Linked DNA regions of Mus musculus: region 2 is linked to region 1. Evidence: chromatin contacts called from public promoter capture Hi-C data. All regions are on one chromosome and are shown on one strand. The core of a region is the stretch at or near the end of the contact, and the rest is flanking DNA. Distances in the headings are between cores, read along the strand shown.

The links. Capture Hi-C pulls out chosen DNA fragments and counts their contacts.
Region 2: a contact with region 1 is called in a promoter capture Hi-C map of adipose tissue. The contact joins two enhancer-like sites. A contact is called at or near these places in 4 of 115 datasets of contacts at active chromatin or transcription factors (embryonic stem cells and microglia) and 3 of 9 other capture datasets (adipose tissue, liver and pancreatic islet).

Annotation. Positions count from the first base shown.
Region 1 is chr9:40,649,263-40,655,007 of GRCm38.p6, reverse strand. No RefSeq gene overlaps it. Among named protein-coding and RNA genes, the nearest start is that of Gm39319, 14 kb to the left of the region's middle. Within about 2 kb of position 3,242, at least 25 of the 459 cell types and tissues checked have an H3K27ac peak or open chromatin away from gene starts, as enhancers often do. A contact at or near this core is called in adipose tissue and microglia, where this site is marked.
Region 2 is chr9:40,779,458-40,785,202 of GRCm38.p6, reverse strand. It overlaps Clmp (CXADR-like membrane protein), which reads right to left. Exons shown (of 7, transcript NM_133733.5): 6 at 3,949-4,090; 7 at 1-2,896. The coding sequence ends at 2,593. Among named protein-coding and RNA genes, the nearest start is that of Hspa8, 19 kb to the left of the region's middle. Within about 2 kb of position 3,297, at least 163 of the 459 cell types and tissues checked have an H3K27ac peak or open chromatin away from gene starts, as enhancers often do. A contact at or near this core is called in adipose tissue and microglia, where this site is marked.

The DNA.
Region 1 (5,745 bases), core at 1,993-4,492:
AGTAGGTGAGCACACTGTCAGTGAGCCCTCATAATTGCTTTCTTAAAGTCTTTTTCTTTTCCTTTTTGAAGAAGAGTGTCATTAAATCACTCAGAGCAACCTTTAACTCACACCAGCCTGGACAGGACTTGAACCTTGACCATGTTGCCTGCCCCTTCAGCTTCCTAAGGGCCTGAGATTCCAGGCCTGAGGTGCCAATCAAACTAGCCAGGATTTTTTACAGTGTCATGCAAAACAAACAGCAGCAGCAGCAGCAGCAACAACAACAACAGCCCTACTTTTCTCTCCTGAAATGGAATAAGAGAGTTTATTCTGGAGCCATTATTGAGTGGCTGTGGACCAGGAACAATGAAGGTTTATGGTTTTGCTGAACAAAGAAAGTCATAAATCAAATACATTGCTGATTATATCAGAGAGAGAGAGAGAGAGAGAGAGAGAGAGAAACACACACACACACACACACACACACACACACACACACACACACACACATCCCTGATGAGATCTAGAGTCCCTGGAAAGAAGCTGTCTATAAAAATTGATTGATTAAAACTGCAATGAGTGAGGTGGGGGTGGGGAGGTTAGAATGTTCCAGGTCCTGAGGTTAATCTTGTGCTAGCTTTAACCTTCTAAAGAGCCAGGCATTCCTTGCCCACCTCTGTGTTACATACAATGGGACCAATGTGATAGGAAAAACAAAACCAAAACAAACAAACAAACAAAAAAACCCAGCCGGGCGTGGTTGCGCACGCCTTTAATCCCAGCACTTGGGAGGCAGAGGCAGGCGGATTTCTGAGTCCGGGGCCAGCCTGGTCTACAAAGTGAGTTCCAGGACAGCCAGGGATATACAGAGAAACCCTGACTCGAAAAAACCCAAAAAACCAAAACCAAAAAAAAAAAAAACCAACAACAACAAACCCTTTGTAACCAATTAACTAGGCAGCCCCCCCATACATTAAAATTTATTTATTCCACCAGGCAAAGATGAATAAGATCAGCTCTTTCTATTGTATCCAGCATCAACTGTCAGAAACTCCAGGCCTGTATTAGCTAGATGTCTCATCTCTGTGCACACAGCCTCTGAGAGAACAGCATGAACTGTCTAGAGAAGGTTTATGTCAGTTTTAGGGCTGCAGCTTAGCATCATATGAATTGGGCTAAAATCCTGATCCATCCATCCATCCATCCACTCATTCACCGTTCATTCATTCATTCATTCATTCACTCACTCACTCACTCACTCACTTACTCATTCACAAACTCTTATAGGCCAGACTGGCCACAAATTGGCCTTGGGCTTCTCAGCTCCTGGCTCCATTTCTGTAACACCCGGTTTTATGTGGTTCTGGAAATGGAACGAGTCTTTGTTAGGCTAGAATTTTAAAGAGTTAAAACGAAATAGTAGCATTTGACCTGAATGTCCACAGAACGGTTTCTCTCTGGCGATGTTTAACACCTCAAAACGAAAATACATCCGCTCACTGCGATTGCTAGGAGAGGGCCCAGCACTTCTCCACACTTCTTCGCAAACAAGGTAACACTTTAATTTGGGCCTCTGACTCTTTCTCACCCAGAAGGGAGGTGGGCTTTTGGAAAGTGTTTCTGCTCTGTCTACTTCCCTGCTGAGTATCAGTCTGACGACATGCAAGCGGGATTCCACTGTCTTGCCTTTCCTCAAAACTGCTTCAGACATGAAGTGCACGTGGTGATATCAGGGGTAAAGTTCAGTGGAAAGGTCTCTGTCACCTGTTCTGACCTTCAAGTTCAAAAGATCAGGCACACATTTCTTAAGTCGATGACTTGGCTTGCTTCAGCTACTACCTCGTTACATCCTCTTGGTTTTGTTATCAAACTTGATGGCCATTGTGGCCCAAGTCAAGTCCAGACACCCAACCTTGTTGGGAACAAAATAAAGGGCAGGCGGGGGAGGGGGGGGACGCTGGGGGAGAAAGGGAAGGAGAAATATGCCACGTCCGGCCAGAGTTCCTGTGCTCTGGGCAGGCGGGGAGACTGCAGGCGCTTTTCCACTTGGCCCCGTGAGCATGCCTGGCCCACGTGGCAGGGGGTGGAGAAAGGGGCAGTCCCGACCAGGGACACCCCTCCCCCCCAACCCCAGGTACCTTGCTAAAGCCCCAGGGTTGCAGGAGAGAGGGAATAGGGGCAGAAGTTCCCAACACTGATCAGAGTGGGCAGTGGAACTTGAAGAAGCAGAGGTGAGAGGACAAAGGAGTGAGAATAAGAGAGCAAGGTGGGGGCTGAGCACCCCTTTTATGGTCTTCACTGTTGCTTGGTAACTGGGGAGGCATGTAGCCTGAAGGTCAGAAGCTTGGGCCATTGCTTATGTGACTACTGACCATGCTTCTCTTGTGGGGGCTGTGAGAGGTGGTACCTTAGGCAGGGGCCAGAGTTCCAGGAGCATGAGGGAACGCCTACCGTGTCATGAAGGTGAATTATGACCATCGGGGTTCAGACCTCAGCTCGACTGGAGACCAGCCTGCAATTCCCCACACAACCTCATTATTGTTGAGGCAATTTCAACAAGCCAAATTAAAAGTGGGAAGCAGAAGCTGAGTAGTGGTGGCCATGCCTTTAATCCCGGCACTTGGGAGGCAGAGACAGGCAGACCTCTGAGTTCGAGGCCAGCTTGGTCTACAGAGCGAGATCCACAACAGACAGGACTATAGAGAAATCCGGTCTCTAAACCAAACCAAACCAAACCAAACCAAACCAAACCAAACCAAACCAACCAACCAACCAAACAAACAAAAGTGGAAAGCAGGAAAAGGCAATTTATTTATTTATTTATTTATTTATTTATTTATTTATTTATTTATTTATTTATTGGTTTTTCGAGACAGGGTTTCTCTGTGTAGCCCTGGCTATCCTGGAACTCACTCTGTAGACCAGGTTGGCCTCGAGCTCAGAAATCCGCCTGCCTCTGCCTCCCACGTGCTGGGATTAAAGGCGTGCACCACCACGCCCGGGTCTAAAAGGCAATTTATTTAATGCGACCAGATTGGGAAGAGAAACAGAGATCCAGTGAACTCCTAAATCCTGAAGCCAAGACTGTGCACATCCAAGCCATCCCTGCCAAGGCGTGATCGTGGCCCCCACTGGCTCATCGTAGTCTGGGCTTCAGTCTCATCTTGTGAGGTGGTCAAATTAGTTATTACAACTGTATGAACACTTTCCAGAAGACAACTTCTCCTTCTGTTTGGGGTCCTTCCCTTCTGCCAGCATGGTATTTGTAGGGGAATTCCCATTTCTTTGGGACCCAACATTTCCCTAGTCTGATAATCTAATTGCTTAATACTTCAGTCAGGCTGCTTACAGCTTCCTGGGTCACAGGATTCTCGGACAAGGTCATCCCATAGAGGTCTTGGTTGCTACTCTTACCAAACCTAGTCTTCTAACCAAAGATTTCTGGCTTGGTTCTCCCTTTTTGTTTTTCTTTTATTTTTCTTCTACTGGATTTATTTGCCTACTCTGAGGCATCCAAGCCGTGCCTTACTGTTTTTACTCTTCTTGACCCAAATCTTAGCATGTGAAGAAAGGAGGAAGGAAGCCAGCTGGAGCAGCTGTCTGCTCAGCAGAATTGCTAGCCCAAGGATAGGGACCTTGTGGACACACTTGCAGCTCCGTGGAGGTTAGGGGCTGTTCTCTTAGACTGGGTATGGTATGACCTATTTACTCCTGACCCACTAAGGACCCATGTCACCTTCTCTCCTCCACCCCTCATCGCCAGATCTGACTACAGCTAAGCCCAGTGTGACTGGATAGCTGGACTCGATCCTTAGACCTGACTCTGAAAGTCTGTCTATTCACTATGAATATGTCACAGGAGCTCACAAAACCCTGGGTGATGGAGAGACAAAGAATTAAAAGATACACACCTTGGTCTTGAGGAAGCCTCCTCAGAGACTTTACTTAAAATCTTGAATGCAAATAAAGAATCCCAACTTTGAAGGTTTTTAAAATATTCGAAGAAGTCCAGAAGGGAGGGGAGAAATGCACCTGAAAGGCCATCACAGAGGTGGCGGGTGTGTCTGGGGCACACCTGGAGAAAGGACAGAAGCCCTAGACAGACTTAGGTGACAAAATGGTTCTCAAAAGAGAGTTGACTGCTTCATCCCTACCATCTCTGTCACAGAACCCTACCCACTATCTCCTGATTTCATCTATGAGTCTCCACATAGCTTTGCAGAGAACTTGGATATGTTCTGTGTTGTTCTATGTTGAAAAGAGTCAGGGATAAGGGAAGGGAATGGATCCTTTCAGTTTGCTGTGTGGCTTAGGGAGAGCATCTTGTCTATCTCATGGCATTGGTCTCCTTAGGAATTGTGCATTAGGACATTGTCAAGCACACACACACTTTTAATCTATTGGGCTGGGCATAGGTGTCTACACGTGTAAATATATACACATAGTAAAATATATTCTAAGTTACATATATTAAAATTTTCAAAATAAGTTATTATCATTCATTAAGTGTAAACCACTTATACCTAAGGTTTATTATTCTTGAAAGGTAAGTGATATCAGCCTCCTTTGCCCGAGACATACCCACCACCACCATGAGCATAGACAGAGGAAAACCCCGAGGCTCAGAATTCACTGTAGCTCAGAAAGAATGTTTCTGTCGTCTGATGACAGGACCAGGCACTGGAGCGATGCTGTCAGTGGGGACAAATGCTTCCCTATCCAAATATATCTTTTCTCTTTCCACACCTGGAACATTGTCTCCAATTGCAACACTGGGGCCAAGTTGCTGCAGACCTTGGCTGTGCAGCGCGATGCTGACTTGTGTGGGGCTAGTTTCCACTGTGTAATGAGGTGACTGCAGAGAAAGACTCGGTGGTGGGTAGGAGACTGCAGAGAGCAGTCTTCCGCCAAGATGCTGTGGGAAACTCCCAACAAGGCATTAATTAGGAAACCCTTGCATACACCAGGCTGAAAAACTGCAAAACTGAAAAAAAAGAAAGAAAGAAAGAAAGAAAGAAAAGAAAAAACTTCCCAATTTAATATGAAAGACATTTCCAGTATTAAAATGTTTGCTAAATTTAAAAAAGTGTCTGTTGGAAGGTGATCCACAGGAAATGTACAGCAGCATGCCATGGGACCGTGACCTAGGAATCATTGGCTGGCTTAGGTGACATTGATGAATATGTAAATTAGGGGAATTCAGTAGTTTGATGTCTCTGTCCTGGATCACTTTGGAACTGCTTCATCTTCCAGACTGCACAAACATCCCTCTCCCTTCTTTCTTCATCCCTGACTTTGTGTCCCAGCAAAATGAACCTTACTCTGTTCCAAGTACATGCCCCAGGCTCTCCTACTTTCTGCTTTTGCTTAGATTCTTTGCTCCATCTGGAATGTCCTTCTGTTTCCTGCTTTGCCAAGTTTCTAAAGATTCCTGATCCTTATGGCCTTGTGCAATGTCCTTCACTCTGTGAAAGCTTCCCTATCGGACTGGACGGGACTGGTCAAAGGACACTTTTTCTCTCTAGTTGAGTGTTTCTCACTTGTCTTACAGACATAACATTTTGCGTGCACATGTGACACTGAGGTCTAACCTGGGACATCAAGCATGCCAGGCAAGCACTGTGCCACTGAGTTCAAATCCCTAGTCCAAAACATCTGCTTTTGAAGGTTAAGTTAACATGTTCCCTTTTCATGTTCCCAGTTGGTAACAGATAGATGACTTTGTATGCAGTAATAATTTAATGAATGAATGAATGAATGAAT
Region 2 (5,745 bases), core at 2,048-4,547, 130 kb before region 1:
GTTTTTTGTTTGTTTGCTTGTTTTTGTTTTTTCCTTTTCTATTTGTTTCACATTAAAGACTCAGCTGGCTTGGTTTGCAAAGTCAATGGAATAAGGTTTGGAGCCAGTCATGGCTTTTGCTCCATCTTCAGCTCATTCTCTGTCTTATTTAACCGCGAATGGCTGATGCTGAGGCTCTGTCGTTACTAAGACTTCAGTGCCTTATCTCTCAGAATTTCTCAGCTCCCAGTATAATGTTTGGCGTGTTTTAATGCAGTTTTCCATTGGAAAGAGTTTCCAAAGTAATTTGGATATTCAGTGGTATTGGTTTCTAACAACACGTTTAAAGAATTGGAATTTCCTTTTCAGACAAAGGGGACTGATCCCTGCTTGCAAAGCACAGGCAGGAAATCCGATGCTCAAAGGCAGGGAACAGTGAGAAAATTGCTCCTGACAGCGCAGCTGCAGCCTTCATGGTAAGCTTGCATGGCTCAGGGACTCCAGGAATGAGAACGCTCAGAATTATATAGCAGGAGAGACATGTTGCTTGGATACCATCCTCCAAGAAGGATAAAGTGTAATCAGAGTAAGGGGCTTAAAATAAAAATCTTACAATGAGATAAGAGTTAGTATAAGAAGCATTCAAATATGCCGGTTCTCTCAAATGGACAGGCACCTGTGTTGTTTCCTCAATGTCTCTTATTTCTACCTCTTTAAAAGGAAGACAAAACTCAGGTTAGGACGGTCACTTTAGCATGCACAAAGCCCACCCAAACGAACCCCAAACAACTTAACGCAAGCATCATTTCCCAGGCACTTTAGAAGGAAATGTGTGTACATCCTGTGAGGATGCTCTTATGCCAATTAAACGTAGGAATAAGAAGCCAGAGACACAGGGCAGTGGTGAGCCTCAACCTTTTCCTGGAAGCATCCGAGTCCTGCTCCAGAGAACACTTCATCTCAGCAGCCACAGCACTTCCGCTTTTCTCTAGCCTTTGCCCTGGTCAACAATAGGAAATGCTCCGCTCCACCCACCACGACCAGCTGACTTTGCTTTGTTCTTTGAAGGGCTCATTCAGGTTTAGCAGCTGTGCCTTAAGTGCCCTAATCTTCAAAACCTTCTAAAAGGCAAGTTACTTGTCCTGGAAAGGCTGCCTTTTTTTTTTTTTTTTTTTTTAAACATTTCTCAGACACCTTTCTTCTCCTTGTGTGAGTTGTTTGATACTTTTGCTGGTAGTGAATCCTTTCTGCTAATTCCTTCCCAAGCGCCAACGCCAAAAATGTTAACAGCCTTGAGCTGAACCCACTCCCACCGCCCACCACCCCTTGTTTTGCTCACCACCTACTCCCTAATGGCAGTTTACTCCTTCCAAGTCTCTTGGAGTCTACCGCTGAGAAGAAAGACAGCGAGGATACCGTTCAACCTCTCAGCGGGGAGAGGGCCATGGGAGGGGTTTGGGTTTCAGTGCCTTTAGGAAATGATTGCTGAAAATTTAAGGCCTAGAATCATCAAAAGTCCCACATTTGCATCCTTCTAGAATGAAAGAATCGCCAAGTTTTGGGCCAGTATCAAATGTCCTTTGACCTACTGAGAGAAAGGTCTACTCTCCCTCTCTATTCCAAGCAGTCTTGAAATTCTGGTTGCTCTTGTTCCCAGAAAGAGGAGCAGGAAGTGGTATGCAAGGGGATCTTTCAACATCCCTGAGAGACTTTCTCTAGAGGACTGTCCCTAAGGACATTCATTAAGTGACATGTAGTGAGTATTTGTTTCTCCTAGAAACATCCAGCAGAGAAGTCTTTAGGGGAGTCAGTCAAATTGGAATAAAGAGCCACAACTGCCCCGGGATAATCGTCTTGATATCTGTTGTCAAGCCTCTGAATATCAAAAAGGAAAGCTCTTCAGAGAATCATGTCCCATCTTGGTTGGACTCCCTCCTTAGTTATTATTTTAGGGTTCGACGGAAATAGGAAGATTGGCTGTTGATGAGGTAAGAGAAAAGTCCCTTTTCTCTGTCTCCCACATTGCAAATCCTCCCCAACCAACGTTCAAACCTTATGACACAAGAAGTCAAGTCAAAGTAGAAAAAAAATGTGTTTCCTTCTTTTTTTTTTTTTTTTAATGTGAATTTCTTAAACGCAGTTCTCCCAGTACATGTTGCAGATAGGTATATTATAAGGCGTGGGCTTCTGTTTTGACTATCTGAATAATCACACTAATCCAATAAATTTGCAGAAATGAATAGAAAATTGATCTACGAGATTCCCGCTTCTTCTTGACTGTGGTGACTTGCAACATCCTAGGTAAGATGTTTCAGGTGTGTGCAGCCTCACCTTTCCCTTTATTTTCACCAAATAAGCTTGGGCCCCTCCTCCCCTCCACTCTGTCTGAAGGCACAGTGAGGTGCCTTTAGAGATAGATGGTCAGCCTCCGTCCTTGTGTTTGTTTGGTATCCTATATAAGGAGGGTACTCATCAGAACTGGTCCGTGCCATTTCTGCAGCTACTTAAGTGAGATCGTATCTGGCTGAGGGGCTTGCGTGGCTGGTGGACGAGCTCCAGTGACTAGGCTAAGATCCTGACTTTGGGGCAAGCGCAAGTCAAGTCCACTCTAAGTCAGACAGTTTGGAAGGCTTTGCTCTGGCTGGGCGTTGTGCTGAGTGTGGTTTCTGCTTTGGTCAGGGTCGTATGGTGGACTTTCTTTGGTTCAGAACCTCTCACTTCCGGTCCTATGAGGCTGTATGCCTGCGGGGCTAGCCCGGGCTGCTGCGGCGCTGCTTCACTCGACAGCGTCCGCTGGCTTCTGGAGGCACTGTTCCCGGTGGAGCGGGTGGAGGAGGAGCCAGAGCGTGAGCTCCGGGAGCCTGAGGAAGAGGAGCTAGGCTTCACAAGGCGGGCTCGGGGCGCTTCGGCGTCTTCTCTGAAAGCGGAAAAGTGAACAGATAGCAAAGATAAACTTTAGTACTGCCGGGGCTGGGTTGACGCTCGTTAAAGTTACTTCCTCCTGAGATTTTTTTTTTTTTTTCCAATAAACTCCTCAAGCCATAAACCTCCAAGGCAGTCAGTTAAGGAACTGAGCAGTTTCTGGTTTCCTAAGACTTAATGCTCAGTTTAGGAAAATGTTTGTTGAGTGACTGCCAGAGAGGTTGAGCCAGTTGCACCAGGATACAGCTCAACAGGAGACTTTGATTGCTTTGATAGAATTGCTTTGATTTGGGGGTTTGCGTACTTAAACCCTTTCATGTCCTGTGGGTTATACCCTTTTTATCATCTACCCTTGCTAAGTGGAAGTGAATCAGAGGTAAAGCTGAGACTTAAGCTGGTTGGTTGTTAGCATGACACAAGCTAGAGTCATCGGGGAGAGGGAGCCTCAGCTGAAGAAATGTCTCCATCAGAATGGCTGGTTGGCAAGCCTGTGGTGCTTTTTTTTCTGGACTAATGATGGCTGTCTGAGAGTACTGCTCATTGTGGGTGGTGCCACTCCTGGGAAGGCGATGCTGGGTTCTATTAGAAAGCAGGCTGAGCAAGCTGTGAGGAGCAAACCAGTAAGCAGCACCCCTCCATGGCCTCTGCTTCAGTTGGCACCCCCAGCTTCCTGCCTTGAATTCCTTTCCTGCCTTGAATTCCTTTCCTGCCTTGAATTCCTTTCCTGCCTTGAATTCCTTTCCTGCCTTGAATTCTTTTCCTTTCCTGCCTTCCCTTGGTAACGGACTGTAAGCTGTAGGGGGAAAGAAACCCTTTTCTTTCCAGGCTGCTTTTGGTCATGTTGTTTGCCATAGCAACAAAAAGCAAGCCAGGACAAAGATAGTTTCACAATAAGTGAATCACATCTCCTGTCCCCAGACTGTAATTTCCTACTTGCTAGGATAACCCTTTGAAGAGATTAATAATGCAGGGGACCTACGGAATGATATTGACTGGTTACTATGGAATTGGCCTGTAAAGGGAGTTTGCACAAATAGGGAAGCTTACCGGATTTCATTAGGTCTGTCTTCTTCCTCGTATCTGTCTTTGCTTTTCCTTCGTATTAGCAGCCATATCAGGAGGAAAATGAGCAGGGCTCCTGCCACTATGCCTGTCACTGCTCCTGCCACCATGCCAATGCTCTGCACATCTGTTTCCTCGGAAGCACAGACAGAAGTACCGTCAAACATAAGCTCGGAGATTCCTGCATACCCAGGACAGAAGCCCGGACAGGGTGGCTTCCAGACCACACCCAGCAACCCTCGCATGCTGTGACTGTGCCTTTCCATATTCTTGCAAGCTGAAGTTACTGCACCACTTTACTGGTTTGCTTAGATTTTAGTGACTACGTCTGTCTCTGTTCACATGATAAAACAGGCTGGGAAAGTTATTGTGTCGTGTAAAGAAAAATTCAACCTTCATAGAATCCTTCTGGGCAGTCTTCTAGCTCTGCCCCTCTTTATCTAACTGCCCCTCTCTACCAGTAAAATAAAATAGAATATAGCCCACAGCATATAATTCTGTGTGTGACTGCCGGTGACTCTCAAACTCTGAGCTCAAGGTAAAATTTTATTTAGTAACATATATGCTCTCATTTGGCTATGACACATGCTAAATATTTGTTAAGTGCCCATTTAAGCCAGCAGTCTTGTAAAGATCAATAAGAGTTTCTCTGTTTTTTGAGTTTGCACTCCACAAAAGGGAAAAGCAATAAAGAATAGATGCAAATAATTTCAGACAGTGGACATGTGAGGGCAAAAGTGTATGACTGGCAGCTTGGAAAGAGAATAGGGGACTACAGTCTCAGTTTGGAAAAGTGGTGTTTGAGTTGAAATACAAAAGACAGGACCATCTTGTGGTGAACTGGAGACAGCCCTCCAGGAGGTACAGAGGGTGTGGTGAATAAGTGTGTCTGGAGCACAATGAACAAGGGAAAGCACGGGGAGATGAAGTCACAGAGACAGGAAGGGATCACTCCCATGGATCCTAATAGGCCAGGCAAGCATTTCACCATAGAGGCAACAGAAGAGTTGCATGGGTCATGTTACATTGAAGAAAGCACACTGTGGCTGTTCCTGGGGGAAATGGAGTGTTTCACAGGGAGAAAAGGAAGCAAGGATACAAGTCAGGATGTTTCTGACGGTGCAAACCGCAGATGACAGTGAGTGGACCAGGCTGGACCTAATGTGCACAGAGGCTGGTACAAGGATGCGATGCGACGGCTTCTGTTCTGAAAGTGTTGTCAACCAACAGAAAGTAGTTGACATTTTTATAAACGACGTGGTCTCTTACTATAAAAATTTACCTTTTATCTACCCCCCCCCAAGATAGTGTCTACAGTAGCCTTGAACTCATTATATAAGTCACCCTGTCCTCACTTACAGAAATCCTCCTGCTTCTATCTCTGGAATGCTGGGGTTAAAGGTGTGCACCACCCACCATGCCTGTCTTTTTGTTTGTTTGTTTGTTTCCCTCTTTGAGACAGGGCTTCTCTGTAGCCCTGGTTGTCCTGGAACTTGCTCTTAAGACCAGGCTGGCTTTGAACTCAGAGATGTACCTGCTTCTGTCTCCTGAGTGTTGGGACTAAAGGTGTGTGCAACCATCATCTGTGTGTGTATATGTATGTATGTATGTGTGTATATATATATATATATATATATATACATATATATATATATACACACACACACATATATATGTATATATATTTTGGAAAGAGATTGGACTTTAGCTATTGCTAGGTTCTTGAAAAGCTAGAGTTTATCTTGTTTAATCATTACATTTATTTATTTATTTTCTTTGTGT